Regions from separate parts of the Triticum aestivum genome. Here region 2 is linked to region 1. A link is a contact called in public Hi-C data. All regions are on one chromosome and are shown on one strand. The core of a region is the stretch at or near the end of the contact, and the rest is flanking DNA. Distances in the headings are between cores, read along the strand shown. Region 1 holds the start of LOC123147514 (ACT domain-containing protein ACR8). Region 2 has its middle 110 kb from the start of LOC123147514.

Region 1 (3,476 bases), core at 633-3,132:
GTTGCGCGGGAACGGTCGAATTAATCGGGGAGTTGCCACGGGCCGTAGCCATTAATGCGGGTCGCCGTTTTCCTCCGCGATCACATGATGATACCCGGTGGACATTCATCTCAACTCACGCTCGGTGATTTTTCCATCTCTCTCTCGCGCGCGTGCCATTAATGGCCATCACGGCGCATGTATGCGCGACGCCTTGGATCCATTAACTACTCCTACCGTACGTAGTATGTACATTCGTGCGTGCATGTCGATCTGCATCATCCGATGGGCGCTCAGGATTAGCTCAAGATTGGTGCCGTGAGGCTGTGACATGGCTGCTTAAGCCAGCAGGGGCGTCGAGAATATCCGACAGTAAAGTACTCCCTCCGTTCCAAAATATAGCGCGCCCACGCTTTTCGAGGTTCAACTTTGACCATAAATTTAACCCACGAGACCGACTGCGGCGGGATCAAAAATTATATAATTAAAAACTTTTTTTGAATACGAATTCATTGGTATAATTTTTTCGCCCGCCGCAGTCGGTCTTGTTGATTAAATTAATGGTCAAAGTTGAAGCACGGAAACCAAGGACGCGCTATATTTTGGAACGGAGGGAGTATCATTTTTGTGTGCGTGGTAGGCCGCGCATGTACGTATTTTATGTGGAGCCGGTCAGTCCAGAGCTCCAAAATTGGACGGACCCACGCCCGCCCGCCGGGCTTTGTCCGTGTCACCGTCCCTTGCATGGCAACAAGATCGACGAAACAAAGCCTTTGCTCCAAGGAAAACAAGACATTCGTTACCGTAAGTAGCAGCACGCCACTGGGTGCAGGCAAAACATACAACGCCCGATGAATTTTCACGTCCGATTAGTTACCAGTACTAGTAGAAATGGGCAGATGGGCTATGGTAAAGTCCAAGGAAAAAAGCGATCGGAGGCACCAAAGGATACGGACCCATGTTTCGTGGCGTGCGGCCTCGGGCGGCAAGGACGGGACAGCAACGCGACACCCAGTGCCCGCCGGCTGCACGCGCGAAATGACGATCAGGCCCCTCCGTCCTGCTTCCTTTTTGTGCGTTGGACACAGGGGCAGTCGGGTCATTTAAGTTTGGGCGGGACGAGGCGGGGTTTGGTGATACAAGTGGCAACAGCGAGATGACAGCGTCCGTAACGACGACACAAAAGCGCGCGGCAGCCGAACCGGGCCCGCCACCCAGGCACAGGGACGGCTCCCCTCTGGGCCGGGCCCGCCCACCAGCCCCCGTGCCGTACAGAGAAATTCCACCCTGCTGTTTCGTTTCTTTTCGCGAGAATCGTTTCTTTTCTTCTTCGCCGCTCGTTAACCTGTTTCTCCAAACAAAATATATTTTTTGTTTAGAGTTGTCAAAGAAGAGATACTTGTGTGCATTGTGGAGTACTACAGTATTAAACTGAAACGATGGCTCTATGTTGAGCAGCCTCGGTATATCACCCTCTTGACGTCTTCGGGCCACAAGGAAAAACTTGCCACTGGCTGTACTTCTCCAGGAACAAGAATGTGACCGACGGTCAAATTTTAGTTACAGGATCGTGACGCATCATGTGATATTTTTACTCCATTCACTTAGAAAACTGTTAAAATGTCATGCGCAAATATAATTGTGGTCGAGGCTGTTCATATTTTTATTACTACTCCTTCTATAGGAGCGTAAGCAGAACACCAAAATATTAGTAAAAACTGCCGTTTGGTTAAGCGGGACTCAAAAGGAATTTGCAAGCAAGAGAAGGAATGCCTCCACGTGGCGACCCGGCTGGCTCCCATGAGCCGCTCCTGCGTCCATCCATGTGGCCCCGGGCCCACCGACGGACCCCGGCTCGTCCCGTTACATAAACATCGCCCCCAATTCCAGTTCCCCGCAATCCAATTCGAACCAGCGAGCGACAACAGCCAAGGGGAAGAAGAAGAAGCCTCCAAACCGCGGGCGATCCCCCCCAAGCTCCTCCACTCCACCCCTCGCGCCCTTCGTCCCCGACCTCGCTCCCCTCGCTCGCTTATATACCAGCCGGACCGCCCTTTGGTTCTGCGGAGCACTTAGCTTTGAGAGCGCAAGTCCCCGGCCAAGAAGAGGAAGAGGCAGCGCTGCGGTGTGGGGAGTCCCTTAGGCAGGCTGCAGCAGAGATGGAGTGGCTCAACGAGTACGAGAAGCTGGTCATTAGGATGGACACCCCCAAGGTCGTCATCGACAATGCCGTCTGCCCCACCGCCACGCTCGTCCAGGTGTGTGTCCGTTCCGTCGAGGTCCTCCGTCCGCTCTCCGGCGGGTTCTTGGTTGGATGCCTGGATGGGGTTCTCATTTTCCTGTGGTGACTGTTGCAGGTCGACAGCGCGAGGAAGAGAGGCGTCCTGCTCGAGGCGGTCCAGGTGCTCGCGGACCTCGACCTGTCCATCAACAAGGCCTACATCTCCTCCGACGGCAGGTGGTTCATGGATGTCTTCCATGTCACCGACCGCCTCGGCCGCAAGCTCACCGACGACAGCGTCATCACCTACATCCAGCAGGTAGGAGAAACTTTCTCTCTTTCCTGGCCTCGCCGGAGCAAGAAAGGGGCAGCATTTCTTATTCGATTTCTCCTTGATTTGGCTGCAGTCTATCGGGACCTGGAACGGGCCGTCGAAGCCGGCGGCGCTCGAGGGGCTAACGGTCCTTGAGCTGACGGGCGCCGACCGCACGGGGCTCATCTCCGAGGTGTTCGCCGTGCTGGCCGACATGAGCTGCAGCGTCGTGGATGCCAGGGCGTGGTCGCACCGCGGCCGCCTCGCCTGCCTCGTGTACCTGCGGGACGAGGATGTGTGCGCCGCCAGTGTGGAGCGCATCGAGGCCCGCCTCGCCCCCCTCCTTCGCGGGGACTCGGAGGCCAGCGGCGGCGCCGTGGCTGCGGTCCCCGCTGGCTCCATCGCGCACGCCGACCGGCGCCTCCACCAGCTCATGTACGCCAGCCGCGACCAGGAGCGCGCGTTCCCAACTCCCTGGGTGTCTGTGGAGAGCTGGGCCGAGCGCGGGTACTCTGTGGTCACCGTTCAGTGCCCAGACCGCCCCAAGCTGCTGTACGACGTCGTGTGCACGCTCACCGACATGGACTACCTCGTCTTCCACGGCACCATCGACACCAACGCCGGCCAGGCGAGGCAGGAGTTCTACATCCGTCACGCCGACGGGAGCCCCATCCGCTCCGAGGCCGAGATGCAGCGAGTGAGCCAATGCCTGCAAGACGCCACAGAACGGCGATCATTTGAGGTACTTTCCACGCCAATTTTGTACTATGGTACCAAACTTCCAAAATCTTTCCCATTCATGGATGCTAATGTGTCTTGATTTCTGAATTTCCAGGGAGTGAGGCTGGAGCTGTGCACGCCAGACCGGCCGGGGCTGCTGTCGGACGTCACCAGGACGTTCCGGGAAAACGGACTGCTCGTGGCGCAGGCTGAGGTTTCAACCAAGGGCGACATGGCCACCAA
Region 2 (3,386 bases), core at 78-2,577, 110 kb before region 1:
GAGAGGCACGGTTGTGATTTCGTGAAAGGCACGGCGTGCCTCTTTCGGAGAGGGAAAAAACCATGCTCCCGGTTCGGTTTTTTCGTTGGTTTTTTCGGCCAGTTTTTCATAAAAAAAGTTTGTCAAGACCTATCAACATGGTACCTAGTTTTGAAGATCTCGACGTGAGAAATCGAACGGTGAAAACTGTTTGAGATTTGGACGTACAGTTTAAGAGATAAAACGTTTTAAATAAATGAATTTAAAAAAAAAGAAAAACTCTCAAATTACGACAATGGCATGTTATATGTATGTAACTTGTCACAACTTGAGTAGTTAGAGTAATCTTTACGATGAGTACTTCTCAACTAGTAATTTCGACCAATCTATGGTTGAGATGGTTAGGTGGACAGTGGTATCCCTAACCCATCAAGGTTCAAATCCTGGTGCTCGCATTATTCCTGGATTTTTTCAGGATTTCCGGCAATACGCTTTCAGTGAGAAGAGACGTTTCCGTCAACGACGAGGCGACTATGGTGACTTCGTAAATCTCAAGATGATATGCCGGCTCAGTCTCTCGGAGATGCTCATAGGGATAGGATGTGCGTGTGTGCGTTTATAAAGATGAGTCTATGCGTGTGTATATGAGCGCTTGTGTCTGTACCGATGCTAAAAAAAACTAGTAATTTCGATGAAAAGGAAAGGTGACGTCCAGCTGAGAATTGTTGTCGGCCCGCGCTGGCGGAGTCTGTGGACCTATCCCTAACAACGTGCTGGTTCCAGAAACAGCAGCGACTGGCTTTGCCTTGGCCCTTGGGCTTTCGCTTTGCTTAGCAACTCGGCAAAACAAAAACTCTGTCAGAGGATAGCGATCCGTGACCTGGCCTGGCCTGGCCCGGCAACGATCGATCGACCGATGGTCGCTATCAATGAATGCATCAGCGCAAACAAACGCAGGGCGGGCAACTCGTGATTCGTGATTTAAGTTGTCTCGTGATCGATCAGATGAGATGAGATGAGATGACAGCCGCCTGCACGCATGCCATGCCATGCCTGATCACTCCGTGCGAGGCTCGGACGACTCCGCCTGCGCACACACTGCTCTGCCAACAGTGTAGCGCAGACCACGCATGTGTCTGCCTACCCTGTGATACAAACAGTTTCACGCCCGGCGCATTCAAATCGACCGACCCGACCGATGGATCGGTCCGTGGATCGTGGCAGCAGGTACATCATCAATGCACGTTGCATTGCAGTGGGGTTGCACGGCGCGACCGATCTAGCCAGCCACGATCGAGTCGAAGGACAGACGGACGGACGGACCGGTGGATTCCGCATTTATGATGGCGGGCTGGATCGAATGTTGCGAGCTCCGTCTCCATTAATGGATGTCTGTGTGCAGCTGCGGGTGGGGCCATGACAGCCAGGCTCGCCGTCCGTCCGTCCGTTCATATGACCCTGTCCAAATCTGGGAAATCCATGTCCGTACAAACGCACAAAGGGGTACCGGCCGGCCGTTCCGTCGGTCGGTCACATGCTTGCTTCCTTCCGCTTAAACGCCAAGATACGTCCGCCTGAAGCCTTCTTGCTCTTGGACGGCCGGAGAATGTTTCCGTTCATCATCATTACCACTAACATATGACGTTGCTACCTTTCCCTTGTCATCTCTCTCTGCTACGTACGCAATGCCGTTCCATCCTCTCAAGAATATACGTATTTGCTCACAAGAGGAATTAGTCTGCGCCGACGGATTTGAAAAGAAATGCCCAAAAGGCAGAACATGTTGAATGCGGCCCTTGAACGGCAGTGACGGAATGCCTCGTGGCACGGGCCCCATGCAAACACAGTCGTCGCAGCGCGACACGACACGTCGGAGCCCGCGCCATGGAACCGGGGTGGAGAAGCGCGCCCCGGTCCGTCTCGAGCCTCGGACCTCGCTCTGCTGGAGAGGAGAGGGGTGCGTGCCTGCCCTGTAGCTGCAGTGTCAGTCTGGCGACCGGGCCGGGCACATGCCGTCGGCGTGCGCCTGCCTCCACCGCACCGCGGCGAGGCAGCGACACCGGGTCCGACGAAAACGTGTTCCGCTGCCGCTGCCGCAGCAGCGCCCAACCACCGGCGAGGCCCGGGAATTGATGGGTCTCCACCGCATCGGTGCCGGCGCCACGACACCTAGGAAACACGATGACGCCCGCCGGACCAGACCATGCGCTACGCCTACGCTAGCCACACTGGCTCCTGCCGGGACAGGCGGCATGCTGTGCGTCGTCCTTCCTCGGCCCCTGCTTTTGCTCCTACCCTTCCCCGCTTTGGGGGGACACCGTACCGCTTTTGCTCCGGAAAGCAATCTGGACGACACCGGTACACCGCCATGGCGATAGGCACCGGTAGTGGTCGTAGGAGCAGTTGGGGATTGTGTTCAAGAAAGTGGTTGGGGCACTGTGGGCAGGGGTACTCCTACCTCGTAACAACATCGTACCCTAGCTGGTTAATCAATGTTCCAGGGGAGTACTAGTAGCCATCGGTAACTAACAAGAAACCATTCAATTCTTATTTTGTTTCAAAAAAAATGTTGAAACCAATCAATTCTTATTTTGCTTCAAAAAAAATGTGTTGGTTTCAAGGTGATATGTGGTACATCTTGCATTTCGGTCATGAGCTGGACGACTATCTCCCTCTTTTATTCGAACAGATCATTAGATTTTGGAATGTACAACTGCAGTAAGTGGAGCTGACCTCGCCACAGTATTAGCAAGTAGCCACTGATCATCTCCAGGAGTAGCTAGCTTTTCAACAGTTACCAACGACGTTACAGCTCGTAGAGTCGTCGTGCTCGCCGTGCGGTGCGGCTACTCCACCTAGCACTACTAGCAGTACTTGGCCCTGCGTTTATCTCTTCTTTTGGATCTGAAGCTAGCGCCATCCAGCAGGGCCCCTTTGTCCTTGCCGGCTGGCTCGACCCGCTCTTGGCGCCAAAATCATCTCCGTCTCGTCGCGTCCCCGCGCCGAATTTTGGCGCCAAAGGCTTCATACCGAATGGCGCGAAAAGGAGCCGGCGGGGGCCGCGTGCATCAGGCCCTCAGGCCGGCAGGGGTCAAAGATTCGGCGCATGCGCGCCGCGTGCGTCTTTTACCTCGCTCTAGCTCCATCTTTCGTCTCCAGCCCCACTGGTCCGCGGTTACGGCGATCATTCACCGCCCTGGCTGGCGATTCACAGAACCATTCAGATGCAAGTATCAGGCGTCGCATGATATCTACTGTAGCAGTTTGGTCCTGCTTAATCTCTGTGTGAAATACTATTAGCTAGTACTAGGAGAGTAGGAGTACTGAGCTACTCTGGTGAACTATGCTGACCACGTCGGAGGGAGCATGCACATCCTCGACCATTTTGATCTGACGCAACCATGGTG

What was found. Hi-C and Micro-C count contacts between places; a contact is called where the count stands out from the background.
Region 2: a Hi-C map of leaf shows a contact between it and region 1, with 5 times the contacts expected there. The contact joins the enhancer-like site here to the promoter of LOC123147514 in region 1. A contact is called at or near these places in 3 of 5 Hi-C or Micro-C datasets (leaf, root and an unstated tissue) and 1 of 1 datasets of contacts at active chromatin or transcription factors (leaf).

What each region holds. Positions count from the first base shown.
Region 1 is chr7A:453,701,209-453,704,684 of IWGSC CS RefSeq v2.1, reverse strand. It overlaps LOC123147514 (ACT domain-containing protein ACR8), which reads left to right and starts at 1,882. Exons shown (of 4, transcript XM_044566786.1): 1 at 1,882-2,237; 2 at 2,337-2,519; 3 at 2,608-3,255; 4 at 3,349-3,476. The coding sequence starts at 2,139.
Region 2 is chr7A:453,815,127-453,818,512 of IWGSC CS RefSeq v2.1, reverse strand. No RefSeq gene overlaps it. Among protein-coding and RNA genes, the nearest start is that of LOC123147514, 110 kb to the right of the region's middle. Within about 2 kb of position 1,327, at least 3 of the 8 cell types and tissues checked have an H3K27ac peak or open chromatin away from gene starts, as enhancers often do.